Linked DNA regions of Capsicum annuum: region 2 is linked to region 1. Evidence: chromatin contacts called from public Hi-C data. All regions are on one chromosome and are shown on one strand. Each heading gives the region's core, a stretch centred on a gene start, on an enhancer-like site or on the middle of the called end of the contact. The rest is flanking DNA. Distances are from core to core; before and after follow the strand shown.

Region 1 (4,536 bases), core at 810-3,309:
AAGAGTAGTTGAACAAGGAAAACAGGCATATATTTCTGGAAGTACTCTTCTTCCCTTGTTTGATAAACTGTTCCAAAGAGTGAAATAAGAATCCTAAGAAGTCTAATATGCATATCTCGGTCAAATATATCAAATGAATCAAGCTTTGAGAATAACGTTGGTTGATATTACTTCCTGAAATATTTATAAGCAATAAGTGATATAAATGTTCATCTTAGTCCTTAAGGAAAACTATTGTATGCAATGGAACTTGTTCACACTTCCAATACTGATACTGAAAACATTTGATAAGGAAAGTTCCATGCTGGAGAGGCCCAACCTGCCCAAAATAAATAAACTCACATCATTTAGGCCACAACCAAAATCATCTTTCCTTTCAGGGATCTTAAATCCCAAAAGTTGATATCTAGCATCATCTAAATGGTGGGGCGGGGATAGAATCAAACATTTTACATCATTAGAAGGTTATATACTCCTAATTCCTGAATCATAACAAAAATTAGCAATTTTGGAAACGAATCTTCTAACAAAATCCCAGTCATTATGTTTCTAAAAATATGTTTATAGGGGATTCGCCTATGCCATACAGGATTCAGCATTCGGCAGAACCAAACAACTTTTGCTCAAATTCTGTACTTAGATTTAAAAGTCCACTTAATATGTGCAAAAGCTACATATTTAGAATCCAGAACCCATAAACTTCTACGTGTCTGATTCAGTGTTGTCAAAGGTGCAGTTAAAGCGCGTTTAAGCACTGAACGCTGAAGAGAGGCTCAAAACGTGTTGAGCACTTTGTTTTGCTTAATATGCACTTCACTGTCTTCATATATTTCCTTCCCAGTGAGCCTGCCTCTCCTCTCCAGAGGAGAGGAACACTAAACAATTGATATTTCACTTTATCGTAAGAAAAAAAATTCAAATTTTTTGTCCATATATTTTTCATTCATGCTTTATAATTATTAGTCTTGTACTAAACATATATATTTGTATTTTTCGTTATCTATTTCTTTTTTTCATTAAAGCCCACACTTTATTTCCATTATGCACTTAAAGTCCCCAATGGACCTTAGGGCTTTTTTGTGCATTTTGCTTTTGATAACACTGGTTTGATTGTGATTAGCAATATAAATCTCGTATATCCAATCTGGTGGAGTAATTTCACTCCAACACCCAAACAAATAGGAGCATATAAACTCAAAAAAGGAGCTATCCGAAAGAGGAGTTTTTAATTTGTAAAGTCACCATGGGATAAGGAGGAGGCTGGAGTTCAAATTTAGCTGTTATTGTACCCGAAACAGCTTTCCTTGCAAACTGCTTCTGCCACCAGAAATATTACGGATCAAAACCACTCATTTTGCTGTTAATTTCACAAACAACCCTATATAACTTCTGTACAAATTTATGTGGCACTTTTCGCTTCTCAAGAGTCGGAACAATTTAAGTTTGATGTGAATTTGAGCATGAGATCTTCAGTTTTTTTGTGAAATAAAATTTATATATTTGTAAACTACGTAAAAAGTAATATAAGTCATAATAATTGACAATTCAAATAATTTAAAAAGATCCATGAAAAAATTACAATCAAAGATAGTCTTGTTTGAATTTTGAAATAAAAAAAGTGCCACATTAATTGGGATGAAAAGTAATTACTTAGCGCATAACAGAAGCAACTACATCAGTAATACCTTTTGGGTGCTCAATTGTACGTTCTGATTATGAGATGGCCCATGAAATCCTGCATCAAAATCAAAACTAGCTAGTCATGCTTTTTCTAAAAGGTGTCTAACATAGAGAAACTATTAAGGAGGAAAGAGAAATGTGGAAATGGAACCATGACGAGGAAGAAAAGCAGATGTAAGTGACAGTGAGTTAGCAGCAGCCATTATCAGTTCTAACTTCTGTTTACTCAAAAGTTGGGAGAACAATGGGACTTTTCTAGACTTGATTAGCTTTTGTTAATGTAATTTCTTTTTTTTTTCGGGCTCTTGTCAACGTGGCGACATAGTGAGGTGAGTGTGCTAATCTATTGTGGTGCTAGTACAAATATACTGCAGTACACGGCTCTATTCCATGTAGTACACTTCAACCAACCCTTATAGGCGCGTTTGGTTTGAGGTATTAAAGTGAATAATTTTGAAATAAAATAATAATTTTAGAATAAATTTTCTTATTATATATTTGATTGTAAATATTTGAGATAATTTATTTTGAGATTAATAATTAATTTCGAAATAAGTTATCTATCCAATTGATGAGATAACAATCCCAAGACTATTTTTCTTTGATATAAAATTATATAATGACTAAAATACCCTCAAAATCTATGATTTCATTTCACACACACATATATATATGCACTAGTATTTTAATTATGAATTTTAATAAAAGTTAAATACTTAATAATTTTGATATAAATTTTATATTTACATTAAAAACTTATTAGTAATATATAATAATTTATCAAAAATTCAAATCTAAAATTCAAAATTCTTATTCCATCATTATCTCCAATTATCCGCTTTCATTGACCCGCCTTACATAAAGAATTTCTTTTAATTCACCCATATATATACTTTTTATTTATGAATATATTATACGTTAAATTTATTTGAATAATTATTCTCTAAAAAATAATAAAAATATCAACACCATTATTGAATTACATATTTTAAATTAAATATAATCGCTTGAAAATTGATTATTATGGTATATATCAATTAAAATAAATCTTAATATATTATATGAGTGATATGTGTTTAAATGAAATGAAATAAACAATAAATCCTCTTTTACTTTAACAAACTTAAGTTGAAAATTTTTATTTCAAACTAAATAAGATGTAGTAAGTTCTTTTTAAACACATACGGCATAGTCATGGAAAGACACATACAAAAACATTAAAGCTAAATAAGATGAAAGTTTTATTTTTAAAAATAAATATTTAAAGCTTGAAAAGAAATTATATAAAAAAGAGTTAAATAAGATGGAGGGTATTTTTGTAATCACTTAATTTTTTCTTAGAAATTATACCATGCATATTACTTTGAATACAACAAATCAAATACTCAATAAAAAATAATCTCAGTATAACTAATCCCAGTATAACTTATTTTTCAACCAAACGACCCCTAAGTGTGAGGATATCGTTTAATGATACAGTATTAAATATTTTTTCACTATCTAAGAGCCCGTTTGGCCATGAATTTTTATTTTTTTTTTGGAAAATTTTTCCGGAGTTGAAAATTGTGGTGTTTGGCGATGAAAATTCAGAAAATAATTCTGAATTTTTTTTTTTTAAAAAGGGAAAATAGGTTTTTGGTGTTTTCACAATTTTTCAATTCCAACTTTTATTATTATAACCCCAATCTTTTACATAAAACTCTCCTTATAACATTACTTTTTAAATATTACAAGATAATTATAATTTCAAACTTAATGCTATCCTAATTAATATATATCTTTTTTTCTGTCTCATCATTATTTCTCTCCCTTATTTAATTTTCTCCCTTATTTAAAACATTATTTTACTGTTAATAGTCCTAATTAATATAAAAATAATAATAATTTTTTATTGTAATACGGACGTTTAAAGAATTATATTCGTGTAATTAATAATGGATAATCGTTTTCTATATTTATGGAATAAATAAAGTTGTAGCAGATTAGTTTACCACTGCCACAAATTATTCTCATTTTTAATTTGAATATATATATTATATTGTGTACATCTTTATTATACTATTCAAATATAAATAGTTTATACCATATATATGCTAAAAATATAAATCGGTGATACATATATTTCATAAAAAAATATGTCCAATTTAACAAATTTATACCTTAAACTGCAACTGCTACCTTTATATACCATAAGACTTGGTATCTTTATACACAAAGTATTATATTTATACCCATAAATATATAAAGTATTATATTTATAAATGAAATATACAAAGTATGTTAAATATAATGTTTATACCATGTATATATCATATACACACATATATAAATATATAAAGTATTAAGAAACATACTAAGCATATTTATAACATAAATATACAACGTATGTTATATATGAAGTTTATATCATGTATATATCATATACACACATATATAAATATACAAAGTATAAAAAGACATGAATATGCCATAAATATGCAAAGTATGTTTTACATAGAAATAATTTATTCACACACAGTAAAATCTTTCATGTATAAGAAAATTAATAAAATAAATTAGCGGCACACTAAAATTTAATAACAAATCATCATTTCCTATTTTGTAAGAACAAAAAATAAAGAAAAGAAATTAAATAAATTCCTAAAAAAATAAATTTGTTTGAAAGATAATATTTGTTACCTAAAAAATAGGAAGCAGTGATCTATTAATATAACATCCATATTTAAAATTTTCAAATATGAAAAAACGGCTATTAATGTAAATATTATATATGTCATAATTGAAATTCATTAAATATGACCATGTATATATAATTATTTTTATAAAAGTGGCTAATTGTGTTCTTTTCCCGTTAGT
Region 2 (4,536 bases), core at 810-3,309, 400 kb after region 1:
TCTCCGAACTTCCTCCGCACTCCACCCCCAACTCTCTCTGTCGCTGTATCAGGCTATCTTCGCTAGTAAACCCTCTCCGGCAAGACACCAAATAGAACCCAACTCAGTCTCTTACACCACATTGTTATACCCTCACCCGCTTTGCCCAGTGTTGCGCTTCTTATGTATCTCGCTTCGTGTAAATCAAATAGACCTTAATTCTTATCTATCCCCCATCATCATTTGAGCTAAAATCAGGGATATTTGGGTACTCATGAAAGTGACAATGTTAATGTTTCAGATGGGTTGATGATTTAATCAACATCAGAGAAAACGAGTGATTGGTGAATAGGAGAAATAAAGAGACAAATAAGGAGGAGATGAAGATCGAGGAATACTACAGAGATGCGATTGGGATGTGAAGGGGAGAAGATGATAGGGTTTAAGTAATTATGCTAGATGATCCTTTTATAGAAAAGAAAAATTAGGGATTCATGTAATTGGTTTAAAGGATTGAAATTTTAAGTAATGGTGGTAACCTAAAGTATGGGCTTGTGTACTTTTTCCTTGAAAGTTTGGCTATTGAAAGTCACATAATTTTTTGAGAAATTTGGGATTTTTCTTTTAGTCAAACGATAAAGCTTTTTCATCAACCAAATTAGACATGCACACCAGCTAGGCAGGTGGGACTCTAGATGTAGACCTCAATACAATACTATCTAATTTAGAATGAAAGCTAACCTAGATAGGGAAGAAATTTAATTGATGTAGTAAGCTTTTGATCATGATTTTTTTTTGAAAAAAAATTATTTAAAATTTTTAAAGTTGAAGTTATATTTGGTCATAGCATTTGCAGTTAGCATTTGTAATTTAAATATATTTTAAAAAATATAAAATATTACATTTGAACATGAAATATAATTTAGATGAGATTATTTTATGAAAATAAAAATTTTAGAATTTTATTAAAATAAATAAATAAGTGAAAACAACGTCTTGGTCGTTTTTGAAATTCTAAATAAAGCTTCAAATTGTATTTGAAATTTTTATAGCCAAACAGGCAAACATTGTTTTTCAAATAAAGTGAAATAATATTTCGAGAAGAAGTTAATATTCCTCCATTTTAAAAAAAATGATCTACTTTTTTTTGGTCCGTCTAAAAGAATATAACCTTTCCTTTTTAGCAATACTTTAATTTCAACTTTTAATGTGGCATATTTAAGACTACAAGATTAAAAGACATTTTTATACATTTGACATAACTTTAATTTATAATCATAAAATTCAAAGGTCTTTTTGTTTTCTTAAATTTTATGTTAAGTCAAAACATATAGTAATTCTTTTTGAAACTGAGGAAATAATGTCCATGGCTAAACGCTCCCATAGAATGACAACGAGCCACCCTAGTATATCACCTCGTGTTCCTCGTTTGCGCGTATTGTTTGAGACCCAAATGGGATGTTAGTAACAGTTGAAGTAATTTGATTCTACTGTTGCTATATCTTAAGATGTTCCTAGTAATGATGGGTTTTAGCCTTATATAGTTCACACTAATAGGCAGAATTCAGTCAAGCCAACGACTTCAAAACGAAAAACACGTATGAAGCATCAATTATATATTATTAAAAGAAAATAGGATTCGTATTTAAATAGAAAGTCTTTATTACATAATTAGGGATAAAAAAAATAATCTTAATATCATTGAACCGATAATATATTTTCTTTTTAATTTATGATTAAATTAGTTTTTGCACGTACCTGCTTTCAAGGCTATTCTTGTTGATCACTCATTCTGCACGCGGCTTAGGAGACATCTGACCATGAAAATTTCACTTTTTTTTAAAGTTGAACTTTGAAAACACCTTAAGCCATAAAATTCTGAAAAATTATGTTCTCACTTTTTCCAAAAACAACAAAATATTTGTTCACTTTTTTCACTCAACACAAAATATTTGTTCACTTTTTTCACTCAACATACTCACAATTTTTTCCAAAAAAGAATTATTTCACGGCCAAACACAAATTTCAATTTGAAAATACTAGTATAATTTTTCAATTTAAAATTCTAATTTAATTTTTTCTATTTTTTTCACAATGAACATGATCAAAGGCCTACCTAAAAGCCCCAAAACACACGGGCCAGAATTTACAAAAGCCCAAGCCCAAATCAAAAAGCCTCTAGGCCCAAAGTTTGCACTATAAAAGGCAAAGACACCTTCTTCTGGAGGGAAAAATTCAAAATTTGAATTTGAAATCACAGAGGGGGAGAGACAGAGAGACAACAATGGCATCAAACTCAGATATGAAGAATTTTTATAAGCAAACGAAGAAGAACGGTGGAATTGCAAAGCTGTCACATTCAAAATCACCATATGCTGCTACTACTACGAAGAAATCAGAAATTCCAAAGCTCGCTACTGCTGACGGCTCTCCGGCTCTCTTTTCCAATGGATCTCCCAATTTGCAAGCTGGTTAGCGTTTTCCCTAATTTTATACGTTCATACCTTATGGAGCATTTGTTACTCTTTCCATTCCTTTTTACTTGTCATATTTTGTTTCTCAAGAGTCAAATTGCATGAACTTTGATCAATACTTTAAGATGTACTTTTTAACTTATAGTATTTTTCGTATAGCTTTTGGACATTTAGCTCTGAAAATTAGTCAAATTGACTTTTGTTAAGCGAAATGTGACAAGTAAAAAAGAAAAGGGAGGGAGGAGGGGGGGATTTTATTGTAATTTTGCATATATGTTTATGCTTTGCATCAGAAGTACTAGATTCAATGAACTCGGCTGCTATCAGTCACTGTCATTTCGCACAGAGGAATCCACAGAAAATAGATTTCTGGATTAGTTTTTCAGTGTTTGGTTGACTAAAGTAAGTTATAGGAGTATATGATATTCAGACAATACAAGCTCTAAGATAGATTATTAGGATGAGGATAGTTTCTCGGGAAAAAAATGTTAATCTATGCTGCAAAATGAATACAGTCTTCGAACCTCATATCCTGTGGATCTCTCAATTTGCAAGCTGAAATGCATTTTCCATAAGGTTATGGGTTCATTCGTAGTTTTTGTTACAATTTTAGTTAGTGTAGTTTTGCACATATATTTATGCTCTCGTAAAAGTACTAGGTTCAGATGAACGATGCTGCTATGTTGACTCTGCCACAGTCATTTAATACATAGGAATCCACGGGAAATAATTCTGTGGATTAGTTTTTCAGTATTTGGTTGGGTGTAAAGTAAGTTATATATGATATTCATATAATACAAATTAAAAGATTTTGAGTATGAGGATAGTTTTTCTGAAAAAAAAAGTATATTGTGTTGCATATTCAATACCGTATACTTTTTGGCCTCAATGTTTATTTCCCTCTTTGTTCATGATCAGATTGGAAGACCTGAAATGTGATGAGTTTGGTCTATACATGATAAATATATTTTTTCAAGAGTCGTTTTGGGTTGAAATGCCAACAACAACAACAACAACATACCCAGTATATTCCCACCAAGTGGGGTCTGGGGAGGGTAAGTGTATGCAGTCCATACCACTACCTCAGATGTGAGATAGAGAGGCTGTTTCCGATAGACCCCCGGTTGGGTTGAAATGCCAAATATAGGATTTGTTATTCCATTATTGATGGCATTTGAAATGATACAGTAGAGTACTAGTTACAGGATTGCATGAAACAAATCATAGTACCTTTTAGTTGGTTTTCTAATTAAGTGATTGAAGTTGTGATTCATACATTACTCGTTAGAGTACTGCTTATGTCTTCATAGATGTTATGTTTTTGCTTTCCTTGATCCCGAGGGTCTACCGGAAACAGCCTCTCTACCTGTCAAGGTAGGGGTAAGGTGTGCGTACACTCTACTCTCCCAAGATCCCACTTGTGGGGCTGTACTACATTTGTTGTTGTTGTATGTTACTTGTTAGAGTGTAGTTTTGTTCACAATGAAGAATGACTAACTTTTTTTTGTTAGAATCTGTCGTAGAAGCTCGATATTGATCGAGACTTTGGGTGAGAAAACTGATGTTGTGCAAAAGGAAAATATCTGTGTATTGAGCTGACTACTTAGTAGGTACTTTGTACAGATAGTACAATCTAACCGACTAACTACTTTCAGGTACAAACTAACCTATACGGAACATTTCGCCTCTAAGTATAAGTATATGCAAACTTACCCCTCTAACTACTATATACTTCAACACTATTTATCATTTAGATTTTAGAGCTAGCTAGTCATGATATGCTGTCCATACTCTACATATGGTGCAAATTTTTAAATGAGCCATTGTTGCTTTCAAGAGAAAGTTGTACTATATTTTCTTCTGGTAGCTTTCAAAGGTTGCATTAGTTCATGAACGATTCAGAGTGTCCTTCATTTGTGGGGGTAGATGGTGGGGTGGGGATGGTTAGAGACTGGCTAATCAGAAGCTTGAAAGTTCACTACCCCGTGGACACACTTCATGTGTATATGTTTGTTATTTCCACAATATATTCGGATATGCAGAATCTGTATATTGCAACAACAACTTCAACTCGAGTTCAAGT

The links. A called contact is a pair of places that touch in the nucleus more often than the background predicts.
Region 2: a contact with region 1 is called in a Hi-C map of leaf, with 2.7 times the contacts expected there. The contact joins the promoter of LOC107873211 here to the promoter of LOC107873354 in region 1. A contact is called at or near these places in 3 of 5 Hi-C or Micro-C datasets (leaf and placenta).

Annotation. Positions count from the first base shown.
Region 1 is chr6:68,787,675-68,792,210 of UCD10Xv1.1, forward strand. LOC107873354 (superoxide dismutase [Fe], chloroplastic) reads right to left here and starts at 2,060. Exons shown (of 8, transcript XM_047414766.1): 1 at 1,832-2,060; 2 at 1,686-1,735. The coding sequence starts at 1,883.
Region 2 is chr6:69,184,422-69,188,957 of UCD10Xv1.1, forward strand. It overlaps LOC107873211, which reads left to right and starts at 2,060. Exons shown (of 2, transcript XM_016719967.2): 1 at 2,060-2,450. The coding sequence starts at 2,264. LOC107873212 (a long non-coding RNA gene) reads left to right here. Exons shown (of 2, transcript XR_001675177.2): 2 at 281-364.